2 separate regions of the Mus musculus genome follow, and region 2 is linked to region 1. The links are chromatin contacts, called in public HiChIP or PLAC-seq maps. All regions are on one chromosome and are shown on one strand. The core of a region is the stretch at or near the end of the contact, and the rest is flanking DNA. Distances in the headings are between cores, read along the strand shown.

The links. HiChIP or PLAC-seq counts read pairs in DNA pulled down with a chosen protein or histone mark.
Region 2: an H3K4me3 HiChIP or PLAC-seq map of the 230-238 cell line shows a contact between it and region 1, with 16 read pairs. The contact joins two enhancer-like sites. A contact is called at or near these places in 1 of 15 datasets of contacts at CTCF or cohesin (CD8 T cells), 2 of 484 Hi-C or Micro-C datasets (the AML12 cell line and embryonic stem cells) and 2 of 115 datasets of contacts at active chromatin or transcription factors (the 230-238 cell line and pancreatic cancer cells).

Annotation. Positions count from the first base shown.
Region 1 is chr6:127,260,491-127,267,300 of GRCm38.p6, forward strand. No RefSeq gene overlaps it. Among named protein-coding and RNA genes, the nearest start is that of Gm38404, 44 kb to the right of the region's middle. Within about 2 kb of position 3,556, at least 50 of the 459 cell types and tissues checked have an H3K27ac peak or open chromatin away from gene starts, as enhancers often do. A contact at or near this core is called in the 230-238 cell line, where this site is marked.
Region 2 is chr6:127,395,573-127,402,382 of GRCm38.p6, forward strand. It overlaps the pseudogene Gm34091. Among named protein-coding and RNA genes, the nearest start is that of Gm34148, 49 kb to the right of the region's middle. Within about 2 kb of position 2,804, at least 12 of the 459 cell types and tissues checked have an H3K27ac peak or open chromatin away from gene starts, as enhancers often do. A contact at or near this core is called in the 230-238 cell line, where this site is marked.

The DNA of each region.
Region 1 (6,810 bases), core at 2,306-4,805:
GTTCGCAAGACTTCTGGGAGGAGAGCCACAAATGTCATCAGGTGTTGTTAGTTTGGGACACCTAAGTTAAGGGACAAGCCATGCTTCTGGCAAAGAGGCTTTAACAGTGAGACGGTGTGAATTCTCATTTGATCTTATTTTTAGCTTTGGCAAATTCTTGATAAGATGTGGTAATCTGGTATTATTTATTTATCGGAAGGACAAGGACTCAGCATAGTGTGGGAAGCTCCTGCAAAGGCAGAGGCAGGCAGGAGTCCCAGTGTTAATCCACCGTATGAGCCTCATGATAAATAAGATATTTGGTTCCTATGAAGGATGGACAAATAAATCAATAAAACATGAGATATCCCCTAATCTATCTCACATATATTTTTAAAACTATCTACCTATTTATCTATCTAAATTATTTTGAAGTTTGAACCCATCCTTTAAAAATTCTCAAAAAGCACTTTAAAAAAACATTTAAAAATGCATCTCCCTGTCTAACAGTGATCATTTAAAAGAAGCAAGTCACCGGACAACGTTTCATTGACACTATTACTTTAAGTAATTTTAAATTCCAGAACACAAACATCCTCTGTAGAAGACAACACGCTGCTCAGCAGTAAGACTAGTTCCCCTCTAATAATATACTTCATGGAGATCATTAACTTATAGTGCCCTGAAACTTAACTCATGTAACTGGAAACTTAACAGGTAAGGGAGTTGAACCAAAGAAAGGACATTCAACTCTGCCTCTGCTTTTGTCATTTACTGAATCACTTTGATCTATCTGACTTGTCCTGTAACCTGGCCACCCCCACCCACCCACCTTTAACCCCTCTCTACTTAAATGCTGGGTCTCAGCAGAGGCCCCGAGTGAATGGAGTTGGGTGTGGAATCTTTGCTTACCCTCAAGGGCAGCTCTGGCCATACAGATAAAATGGCAGATGAGCCGATGCTCATTTTCTCCTGGCGGACCAAATACTAATAACCCACGAGGGCCGGATAGGTCAACAACGGTGGCCTGCACACTGGAGAGGCTGAGAACCCAGAAACAGTTCAGTCTACAAAGATGGATGCCCGAGCAATGCCAACCCTGGTGCCAAAAGCTGGAACGATTTCCCTGGTGTTCAGTCCACACTGGAAGACTGAAGAAGCTGGAGTCTGGTGTTAGCTGAGGCTAGTGAGGTAGCAGCAACCACCTTGTTCAGGAGCCTTGTTCAATGGGTGGTCCAGTGCCACGAGAGAGACACTGTTAACTTCAGGACCAGACTAGTGCTCCGGGTCTTCCTTGAGATTCTCTTTTCTGTTTCTATCCTAACCTACCTCTTCTTAAGACTGACCCTCGCTCCGTCACATGGCCCTTTAAGTGTCAAGGGAGACTACGGCCTCTCTGAGAGGGAATGGAACTATTCTTCCATTTCTAAATTCTCAGGGCTGAGTAGATGGGAAAGTGCTCTGGACCTTGGTGTCCAGCATGGACCATCCTTTCCGCTGTTGTCCTTTATCAATGTTCTCTTTCCAGATACAGGAAGGCTCATTCACTCATCATACATGTCATGTATAGAGTTCATTGGGTAATGGTGATGTGACACACTCCTGTGTTCTTAGAATCATGCAGGGTTCTGGCACAGAGCTAGAGACTTAGATGCACCTTGCCCTCAGCACTTTTCACATAGTGACAGTGACAGTGTAGGCATGGCTCCAGGGGTTCTTCTAGAAATGAAGAGGGCTGGAGAGACAGCTCAGAAGTTAGGAGCACCAGATGTTATTTCAGAGGACCTGGGTTCAGTTCCCAGCACCCACATGGCAACTCACAACTGTCTGTAACTCCAGCTCCAGAGGATCCAATGCCTTAACACAGATACACATGCAGGCAGAACACTAATGCACATGAAATAAAAATAAATAAGTAAATACATAAGAAAGAGTGGAGAGGGGGCCTGTTATACTCAATGCATTGGCAGCTGTCTTTCAATCAGCTAAAAGCTAGCACAGTCAGCCAGGCTCCACAGGAGCAGGCTAAGCTGGGATTTGGGTGTTTGCTGGCCATTTCAAACTGACCAACCATCATCGACAAGATATAGAGCCAGAGCCTTGCACCTGCTAAGCAAACACTGCCAATGAGGACCCCACCTCTAACCTCACCCCCCCCCCCCGCAACCATTGGTTTTTAGAGATAAGGTCTCACTATGTAGCCTAGGTAAGCTGCCGACGTGCAATCTACCTCTGCCTACCAAATGCTGCATCACCGTGCTCCTAGAATGTAAGATCCTTGGCACATCCCATCCATTACATTCTTACAATTACCCCTCGGGTAAGCAATATGATTCCCATTTTACACCCAAGACAGCAAGGCTCAGAGCTGTGGAAGAGACAGCCGGGGTTCACACCTTTGCTAACATCAAACCCTGGAAAGTCACTGTCATCCATACTTCTGTCTTCCTCACTACTGAGTCAATGACATCAGCAGCCTCAGACGTGTGCCCACACACCTTTCTCCCTTAGCTCCTTCAAAGGTGATCTCCTGATGCCTCCTGACCAGTCACCTCTCCCTGGTCTACTGGGTCAAGGCTAATCCTCTGGGTCATCCAGAGCACCTCCTCAGAAGTCCCCAGTATGCCTTTGCAATGCCCTGCCTCCAGCCACAGAGGCTTCCCCAAAAGTGGCCTGCTTTCCTTGGTGTGTTGGATGTGCTGTCTTCTCTGGCACCAAATGTCCACTCCTTCTCATCGTTTGGCTGAAGATGGTTACCAGACATCACTGAAGATCTGCTAGGGTTCCCCTACCACCGCAAGATTGAGCCTCGCTCCATGGCTCTCTCTCTGGGCCACTAGGATGCTCTACTTGGTACTTACCGGTTACCCAAAGATCTGGACAGCAGAGGTCAAGAGAAGCCAGTTCAGTATTTAATCTATTTCGTTCTCAGGCAGGCCAGGTAAAGTAGGTGGAAGCAGGAGGGCCGAGAGTTCAAAGCCAGCCTGAGATACACGTGGAGTCTCAGACTCAAAACAACACCAAAGCCCAAACAAATAAATAATTCTCTTTTTCCTCAATGGATAGCATATGCTTAACATGTTGTAAGTGACTTTGTACTTAGTACATGAACAAATGATTGAAATGAATGATTGAAAGAGGAGGGTGAGTGTTATGGTAAGCTGGAGGTGGTTATCTAGGTCATGGTCAAGGTGGGCGAGGACTCAGGTGCACTCAGGGAGTTTGTAGCTTGACTTACAAGCTTGACTTACAAGCTGAGTGGATGAACTGTGGAGTTGGGAGGGCTTGATTTTGATTTCTGCCACCGAGCAGTGGTATTACCTGGGCTAAGGTGCTTTGTGTGTCCAAAGTAGATAAGACCCGCAGTGAGGCAGGGCCTATTATGAAGATTATAGAGTGATTTGTGAGAGCGATTGTTAGAGGCTAAAGGTGATTGGGGTAGATGGGGGAGGGATGTTTTTATGACAGTGTCATTCCACTCTGGCCCTATGACCATCAATACTGTCATCACCTTAGTAAAGACATCCTGGAACCCACTTAAGGCAGGATCCCTTAGGGTTCTGAAACAGAAAGTAGCAGCCTGCCTGCTATGTGGTGACTGGGTGGGGCTGTTCCTATTGAAAGCTAATGTAGGGGGAGGGAGGACAATAGCTGGACCGTTGGTTTATTTCAAGGTTGCAAGACCTTCCATCTTTTGCCATCTCTTCCCACAAGCTCCCCTGGCACTAGGGTGAGGGAGCTGAAGCCTGGCCAGATGTTTCCTCTTTTTCACTGTTGGTGGGCAGCTTGGGGAGGTGGGGAATGGGGGAGGGAGGAAGTGAAGGCTGGTGAGATTCCCTACTCCTTACAGCTTCACCTGGGGTTTGTTGTCCTCCTGAAATCGTAAGACACACCCTAATGGATGTGTATTGCATGGCCAGAGCCAGGGTCAAGGAAAACCAGGGGCACTGAGGTGGGGTGGCATGTTTCCTGGAGGAGCCCCTTGGCAGGGAACTTGACAGATGGCACCACCTCTCCCCTCCCCCCTTCTGTTCAACATGGTGAAGAATAACTCCAGATGGGAAAAGATAAATATAGCTCTCTTTCTACCCCTGCTCCCGTGTGTGTGTGTATCTGTCCATCAGTGTCTGTCTGTCTGTGCACACAAGTGCACGTCCATCCAATCCATGCACGGAAGCCTGAAGTCCACAGTAGGTTGTCAGGAATAATAGTTTCTGCTCCTTATTTTTTTGAGACAACTTCTGCCCCTGAGCCTGGAGCTCACTGATTCACCTGGGCTGGCTGGCCACCAAGCCTCAGCATCCACCTGTCTCTACCCTGCCCTCTAACACAGGGGTCACCGACATCTCACCCCATTTCTATGTTGGGTGTTGGGGATGGGAATTCGAGTCCTCATGCTTGCACAAGAAGCATTACCAGCTGAGCCATTTCTCCAGATCGTCACAGTAGCTCTTGAAGTTGTCAGTACTACTTGAACAACACAAAAGATAGGAGTCTAGAAATCCCTGACATCTAAACGGCGTTGGGTCACCAGTGGACTGAAGATATTAGTACTCATAGCATCCCTTTCCACACTCCCTGAGAGGTTGTCATGAGTGAGAATTGTCATAAAGGCACAGGATCAACAAGACTGAGGTTTCTTGGGGTGTCAACAACAAAGAACGTTGGCTACAGGTGGGGAAAGTACCGTAGTGCCCTTCCACCTGCTATGCCCAAGAAGTGCCCTCAACGGTGGTGGCAGGTGCACCACCTCCAACGTTGCTGTGAAGTTAGGGATGCTCACTAAGCATTTCTTGACTGAGACCCAAGAGACAAGTATGGGAGTTTCACATCGCCCTCTCTCTGTTTCTCTCTCTCTCTCTCTCTCTCTCTCTCTCTCTCTCTCTCTCTCTCTCTCGCCCTTTCGAGGACTTTGGGGTCATCATGCTCTTACCCAAATGGCTGCAAGGTTCCAGTGATTCTGGGAGTAAGTGTGGCTGACTGGGTGCTTGGCTGCTCACGGTGGGCCTCCCAGAGCCTTGTATGGCCATGAACTTTTACCCAGAGAAAGCCCATGTTTAGCTTCAGAATGGTTCCCTGGGGTCAGCCTTTACCGTAGTTCACAGTCCAGCACCCCCTAGGGGTTAATTTTACCACTCTAAGCTAGGAGGGGCTGGAATAGAGGACCACAAGGAGAGGAAGAGAGAGAGAGAGAGAGAGAGAGAGAGAGAGAGAGAGAGAGAGAGAGAGAGAGAGAGAGAAGAAGAAGGAGAAGGAGAAGGAGAAGGAGAAGGAGAAGGAGAAGGAGAAGGAGAAGGAGAAGGAGAAGGAGAAGGAGAAGGAGAAGAGAAGAGAAGAGAAGAGAAAGACAGAGACACAGAGAGTGGAGAGACTGAAAGACAGACAGAGACAGACTCAGAGAAGGGAGAGCTCGCAGGCTTGGGGAAGTGGGATGCTGCTTTTTGCATGAATTTATCTTTTTTTTTTCTTTCGTTTTTTTGGCAAACCACAGACCAGCTACACATTTTTTGGCAGTTTCCTGAGGATAAGCTTCGTATTTTGAGACAGGAAAAAAAAAAAAAAAAGGAAGAGTGGGAGTCTGGGGAAGAAATGAGACAGAAAGTAGTTGTTCGCTCTCCCATGAGCAGACAACACACACACACACACACACACACACACACACACACACACACACACACACACACACACACACACGACTCCTGGCAATAAGGAAGTGAGACTAGATCTTTTTCATGAATGGGGCTCAGCTCAGTCTTGCTGAACTTCCGCTCTCCCATTCACCAGCATTCAAATTTCACCTTCTGACCATCCAAGACAGCTGGCTGCCGGCCCAGGCGCTGGGAGCTGTTTGAGATCATCCTCCTGCCCACAGGAAACTGGGCGCTAACAAGAACCTTCCTTCCTGCGCTGCCGAATCCAAAGTGACCGGGATGTTTCCGGAATACCGACCTGAGGGGCACTGGCCCCTGGACTCCCCGCGCCTCCCCCCCTCCCCAGCCCTTTTCCCCAGGACCTTGCTCATCTCTGAGGAAGCTCAGAAATTCCAGCGCTTCTGCAGGCGACTGTGAAGGACGCTGACTCTCTGGGTCCGTTAATGCCTGCCTTGCAATTAAGCCAGGGGAAATGACAGTCAACATTCTGGAGGGAACACCTCACGGCCCTTCCCATGGGGTGTTGGGGCAGTTCACTGTGCTGTGGCCTGCCAGTGTGCCCCTCCTGTTCATCAGGAGGTAGCAGAGGGTGCCTGGGTTCCTCGAAATTTCCCTGTGGAAATCATTCCAAGGGGTGCCTGTATGTCTATGTAGTGGGAAAGCAAGCTGGAGGGCTTTGTCTTATTTTGCTGGTCCGCAGTTTTCTGCTTGTTGAAGGGACAATCATAAAACACTCCCAGAGCGGAGTTACTGCAAACACTGAATGGCCCAAAGTGAAAGATTCGGTTTCTAAGGCAGAGTGATGCTGGCCGCCAGCAGAGCAGTTGCCACTATTGAGAGAGAATGATGGCTTCCAGCAGCGGTGGGTGTTATAGATTTGTGGCCAGTAGGGGGCGTGCTAGTTACCGTTCTGCTGCTATGACAAAATACCCCGACAAAAGCAATTTAAGGAAGGAAGGAAAGACTTTGGCTCACAGTTGCAGGGTGCAATCCATCAGGGCAGGGGAGTCGGAAGCTTGAGGCAACTGATCACATTGTACCGGCAGAGTCAGAGAGCAGGAAGCCAGATGAACGTTGTGTTTGGCTTGATATCTCCTTTTTATTCAGCCCAGGACCCAGGCCAGGGGACGGTGACACCCATATTCAGGGTGAGTCTTCCCACCTCAATCTAATGAAGAGA
Region 2 (6,810 bases), core at 1,554-4,053, 130 kb after region 1:
GTTTCATGTGTTTAGGAAATTGTATCTTATATCGTGGGTATCCTAGGTTTTGGGCTAGTATCCACTTATCAGTGAGTACATATTGTGTGAGTTCCTTTGTGATTGTGTTACCTCACTCAGGATGATGCTCTCCAGGTCCATCCATTTGGCTAGGAATTTCATAAATTCATTCTTTTTAATAGCTGAGTAGTACTCCATTGTGTAGATGTACCACATTTTCTGTATCCATTCCTCTGTTGAGGGGCATCTGGGTTCTTTCCAGTTTCTGGCTATTATAAATAAGGCTGCTATGAACATAGTGGAGCATGTGTCCTTCTTACCAGTTGGGGCTTCTTCTGGATATATGCCCAGGAGAGGTCTAATTTTATTTTTAAAATCAATCAATCAAGTTAGGATCAAGCAACTTAGAATCAAGCAATTTTTTAAATCAAGCAACTTGGTATCTCTTTCCCGGGTAGTTTTTAGGCAGGATCCCACACTGGATTTACAATCTAAATATCCACATAAAAACATCATCATGTGCATTTACAAGGAGGAAATTCTCAGCCTTCTCTTCTGACCTGTTGTTTTCTACTGTGTAATATTAATTTTTCAAATAAGCCAATAAGGACTGGCAAGAATGGTCAGCAGGTAGAGGCACTGGTCTCAGCAAGCCGAATGACCTGAGTTTTATCCCCAGGATCCACATGGAGAAGAAAAGAACTAGTTTCCATAAGAACTAGTTTCTGATGTCCACATAGGGCACCATAGCATGTGAGTACCTGTGCATCGGCTCATGTGCACACACACACGCACACACACACACACACACACACACACACACAAATGAATACATAAATACATGTAATAAAAGTTAAGAAAATAATTAACCTGATTATAAAGAGGTTCCCGAGGTATCTATCTATCTATCTATCTATCTATCTATCTATCTATCTATCTATCTATCTTGCCTGCATTTATTCTGTTAGATTAAGTATAAAATCATTTTTGAAGGATATGCTTAAAATTCTGTTTCAGTTTTTACTGAGGTTTGATACATTTTGGGTCATGGGTCATGACCTGAAACGTTGTATCACATCATTGGATTTGATTGGCTAATGCCAGTTAGGATTTTGTATCTGATTCAATGGAAGACTGTATATGCTTTTTATTAAGTATTGTCTTTACTAAATTTTTAAGATGACATTTATATCTTTTCATCCCTTTGTAGTAGCAAATTCATGCTCCTAAACGATTGTCTGTACCCTTGAGTTAGGTAGAGTTCACTCAGATACACGTAGGCCTAACAATGTTGGTTAAGAAACTAAACATGTTAGTTTGGGTATGCCAGACAGAAGGGTAATATATGCATTATATAACATGGGCTATCTCGTGTGCTTCCCACCATTCATGCTCAGAGTCCATGTACCCCTGTTCCCTGAGATGTCCCCACCCACTTCCTCTTAGTACCTCCAACTTTCCTTCAAGTCATGATTTAGCTACGAAGTGGCCCATTAAATGACTCATTGTTCTGAGCTTGACCCCCAGCTTGTGGGTACTTTTGCCTGAAGGCAGAGAATCGCTGATGGTGAGCTGTGTCTCCATCTTTCTCTTTGTTTCCTGCCACCCATGAGGTGAGCAGCCTCTGCCACATGCTTCTGCCTAAGCAAAAGCCCAGAACCAATGGAGTGGAGGACTTTGACAACTACTGTCCACCTCTCTGTCCTGAGACCTTAACCTCAAGCCAGCTGCTGCCAGCTTCTCCCTGAAGAAGCAGCTCACCTAGCGCTGAGGACCGAGGACTCAGTCTGTCTGCTTTATCCCCTTTATCCCAGTCTTGGTCTCTCCCAGCCCTCCTCTCAGGCATCCAACTGCATTGAACTATTTCACTTCTGGAGAAAACAGACTGTGAGTTGAAATAAAGACTTCTACAGAACTACAAAAGCCCCTCTGTCTATCCAGAAACCCTGTATGACATTGGTTATTTATTAGTCATTTAAAAATGTTTGCTCACTCTTCATAAAAAAAACAAAAATCCTGGCCACACCATTGATATTCTGTCCAAGGTCATGGAAGAATTATTTTGTATCGCCGATCACAAATCAATTATGTGTGACCGGGAACAACAAGACTTTCATTGTAAAATATGGAAAACCCAACCACAGCTTTTGAAGTAGAAAACAAGCAAGCAGGCCAAAATGACAGTCAGGATGGATTGTTGAGTGTGTTGGATCATGCCTATAACCCCAGCATTCAGGAGGCTGAGGCAGGGGGATTGGGTTGAGGCCAGCCTGGCCCACAGAATAAGACACTTTAGGAAAAGAGAAGGAAGAGAAGGAGGAGAAGGAAGAAGAGGAGGAGGAGGAAGGAATAAAGGATACAGAGGAGGAGGAACCTAATGTATAAATTCACTCAGAATGGGGGTTTCACTGGCCTGATGATCTAGGAGTGGGGCTTTGAGGCACTGTGGTGGATCAATGGCTTCAGTGATTACTGTCAAGGCTGTAAAGAACCACAACAATATTTGAGACTGTCAGCTTACAGGGAATCCAAAGACAAGCTCCAGAAGAAATGAACAGCCTGTGGTGGTTTGAACAGAAATGGCCCATTTTAAGTCCATAGGGAGTGCACTGTTAGGAGGTGTGTCCTTGTTGGAGTAGGTGTGGTCCTGTTGGAGGAGGTGTGGCCTTGTTGGAGGAGGTGTGGTCCTGTTGGAGGAGGTGTGTCCTTGTTGGAGGAGGTGTGGTCCTGTTGGAGGAGGTGTGACCTTGTTGGAGGAGGTGTGGTCCTGTTGGAGGAAGTGTGTCGCTTTGGGTTGGGCTTTGCTCAGAAACTCAAACCAGGTCTGGTGGCTGTCTTTACTTCTGATGTAGAACTCTCAGCTCCTTCTCTAGCACCGTGACTGCCTGCATGCCACCATGTCTTCCTCCAGGACACTAATGGAGCAAACCTCTGAAACTGTAAGCAGCCCCAATGAAACGTTTACCTTTATAAGAGTTGGAGGGAACATTTGAGAGGCATTTGAGGGTAGGAGCAAGCCAGTGACCATGAGCCCACTGCTGACTTTTCTCTGCTCTTGTTCAGGGACTGTGTAGACGCATCTGTGAAACAGACATTTCTGACCAGAACCTACAGCTGGAGTCTAGTGCAGACTTAACTGGAAAGTAACCACATGATCAACATCTAAACGGTCATATACATCTTTCCTAGAAGCAAGGATACAGAGAAATGATGTTCCCTTGGGACAACTGTTCTAAATTTTTCTGCAGCAGGACTTCCTGCGAGGGTGAATTGAACACATGCCCAGGTGTAGGGGTGTCAGTGTCAACTGCTGAGAAGGATCTATCTACCCTTGTCCTGACTGCCTGTCTGACAGCCTTTAAACTTCCCTCTGCATGGGTTCTCTCAAAGGCTCAGAGAAGACGGGGTGCTGTGCAAGTAGGTTTTGTGGATAAAGAATCTAGACAGTTCCAAGACAAGGTAACATATGGACAGTGACTGTCAGAGGAAACGTGGCCACAGGGTATCCAAGACAGCATGCTCCAAGAGGAAGGGCAGTGAGCTAGAGTACCACGTGTGGCTTGTTGGTGGAGCCTAATTGATGAACTAACATGGTGGCCTCTTTTCAGCGCAGCCCCCAGTGTCATGTCTTCTGTTGTCTTTGAGCATGAAAGGCAGATAGCTACAAACATGCCAACAAAACAAAACCAACCAACCAACCAACCAACCAACCAACCAACCAACCAACCAACCAACCGAACAAACAAACAAGCAAAACAACCAACCAAACCCTCCATGGTTGTTTAAGAACACCACTCAGAGACTATTAAGTTTTTATGTTAGGCTGTCACAAGCTAATCTACAAAATCAGCAGAGGCGAAAGAGTACAAATGCTCAATTTCCTGGGTGCTGCGGACTGTTCCAAGTCCTTTCTGCTGGTGTCCCGAGCGTATACTGCGCTTCATCGTGTATTGATTCATTCATTTTCACCGCAGTTGTGAGTTTTAATATGCCCATTTGAAAGTTGAGAACTCACAGAGATGTTTGTACACGTGTACGTTAAGGGAGGGTCGGGGCCTGCAACCAGTAGGGTGTTGGGAATCAGATCATGAGATCCAGGTTGAAGGGCTGTGTATGTAGAGCAGGGAGCTCCATCCTGGACCTCTGGCTGATGTTTTCCGAGCTTTGCTTCATGGGAGCCAAAGTTCTTTGAGGAGCTACCGGCTAGCATGACAGAGTCAATGGATCAATCCTTTCTAGCTGTTTTATTTGACACATTGCTATGTAATAGTTTATTTGGGAAAACAAAACGTGCTGCTCTTACAAAGAGTGTCCCCATGCTGGAGAGACAGCTGGGCAGTTAAGAGTACCAGTTGCTTTTCCGGAGGACCTGAGTTCAGCTCCTGGCACCTACACCAGGCATCTCACCGCAGCCTGTAGTTTCAGCCAGGGGCTCTGATAGACTCTCCTGGCCCTCTAGGAGACCTGGATACATTTCTGGCAAATGTCTGGGAAAGCCTCTTGCATGCTCACTACTGTGTTATCCTGTTAGGATATTTTATTTCTTGAAAATGAAGACAATTGCCAATCTTCAAGCTTAGCGTCTCCCTATGTATCCTCGTTCCATATTGAACTACCATGTCTGCCTTTTCGCCTGTGCTCTGGGGACTGAACACAGGCTATAGCAGTGCTGATGCCCTTGTGGGCTGAGCCATCTACCCAGACACAGCCTGTGGTTTCAGCTCATTCTTTCAACCGTATCTTCTGGAGAGCGAAAGTTTGACATTTTAGTGGCCCGTCGTGGGTGATTCTATGGGTGGTGCTTTTGGTGTTGTGTTTTGTCCACTGTGTCTGGTTCTCCACAGGTTCAAACGCCTTCTCCAGACATAAACACCTTGCATAGCATTTGACGGCTTCGGGTGTCTTGAGGTAGTAGACACACGCACAGTGCTTATCCAAGGGATCCTTTCCTCTCCTCTCCCTTCTGTGTCCCTTCCCTTCCCTTTCTTTTCTTTCTCCCTTTGTTTTTTGTTTTCCCTTTTCTTTCTTGAGTATTTTTGCCATGCTGGGGACTGGACACTGGGGATTGACTCTGAGCTGCTGACTTCCTTTCCTTCCCTCCCTTGGTCTTCCCTATTTTTTAAAAATTAAATAATTGCCTATTGGTTTCTTTCAATGTGTATGAGTGTTTTGCCTGCAGAAGACGTCATGAGATCCCCCGGAACTGAAGGTACAGGGAATTGTGGGACGTGGGTGGGGCTGCTGAAAACTGAACTTGGACCCTTGGCAAAAACAAGTGCTCTTAATCACAGAGCCACCTATCTCTCCAGCCTCCTTCTCCTCCCCTCATCTCCCCTTCCTCCTTTCTGCGCCCCCCCCCCATCTTTTTTGGGCCAGATCTTACTGGGTGGTCCAGGTTGCTCTCAACTCATGATCCCCCTGCTTCAGCCTCCAGAGCATTGGGATCACAGGCATGCTTTGTAGTGACTTAGCCTGGCTAAAGAACCTTTTACGTTTATTGTAAGGAATATCTATAGGTACTAGATGTCTTTTAAAATTCCAGTGATAACGATCCTGCTAGACATGGTGGCACTACCTTTAATCCCAGTACTCAGAACACAGAGGCAGGTGGATCTCTGTGAATTTGGGGCCAGCCTGGTCAACCTAGCAAGATCCAGATCAACCAGGGCTGTGTATAGAAACCTTGACTAAAACAAACAAACAAACAAACAAACAAACAAATCTTTACCTCTTATTTTTGAAGGTTACGAGATTCCAGACTGCCCAGGATTTTCTTCAGAAACATTTCATCAGCTCCCTTTTTCCTTGCATGCTTCCTTTGGTGAGAATTTGGATTTAATTTGTGTCTTTCCTCCACTGCAGGTAAGACATTCTTATTCTTGGCCTCTTCCAAGATTTCCCCTTTACTTTCTGAGTGTGCTACCCCCGGATGCAGGGAGTTCTGTTTATTTAGGACATTTATCTCACTTGTATTCTCTGTACTTTCTGCAACTGTGGTTTTTGGTGTCTGACCAAACCCAATTTGGGGAAATTCCCAGTCATTATATGTTCAAACAGCTCCCTGCCCCTGGGGCGTGTGTGTGTGTGTGTGTGTGTGTGTGTATGTGTGTGTGTGTGTGTGTGTGTGTGTTTGCTGTGGGGCTACGGCTGACCCAAAAGACTGCTGCATGCTAAACCAATGTTCTCCCAGGAGCTCTGTTCCCAGCCCACCTTTCTTAGTTCTTTCTCATTCTCTCACACACCTTTATGCCTTTTTCTTCTTGGATTTCTCTTGTCTTGATTTTTCTTCCCAATCCTTTTTCTTTTTGATTTTCCACACTGAAAGTTCCTAATGACATACACCCACCCTTAGGGATTATTTCATCACTCCCACTCAGTGTGTTAATGAGTCCATCAAAGGCAATCTTCATTGGCTGGTGTTTAACTCCTTGTGCTTCCTTTGGATCATTTGTTGCTTACAATGTCCATCTCTGTTCACAGGGCCCATCTGTTCCAGGGAGCTGTCTCCTCCCTCCCTCCCTCCCTCCCTCCCTCCTTCCCTCCCTCCCTCCTTCCCTCCCTCCCTCCTTCCCTCCCTCCCTCCCTTTCCTCCCTTCCTCCCTTAGTCCCTCCCTCCCTTCCTCCCTTCATCCATCCATCCCTCCCTTCCTTCCTTCCTTCCTTCCTTCCTTCCTTCCTTCCTTCCTTCCTTCCACCCTTGAATATGAATCTGTTGTTTTAAAGTCCTGACATATCTGAGTCTGTCTCAGATGCTCTCTGTGCCTTTAGCCCTTCACTGTGCCTTTGCCCTAGAGATGGACATGGGGCAGT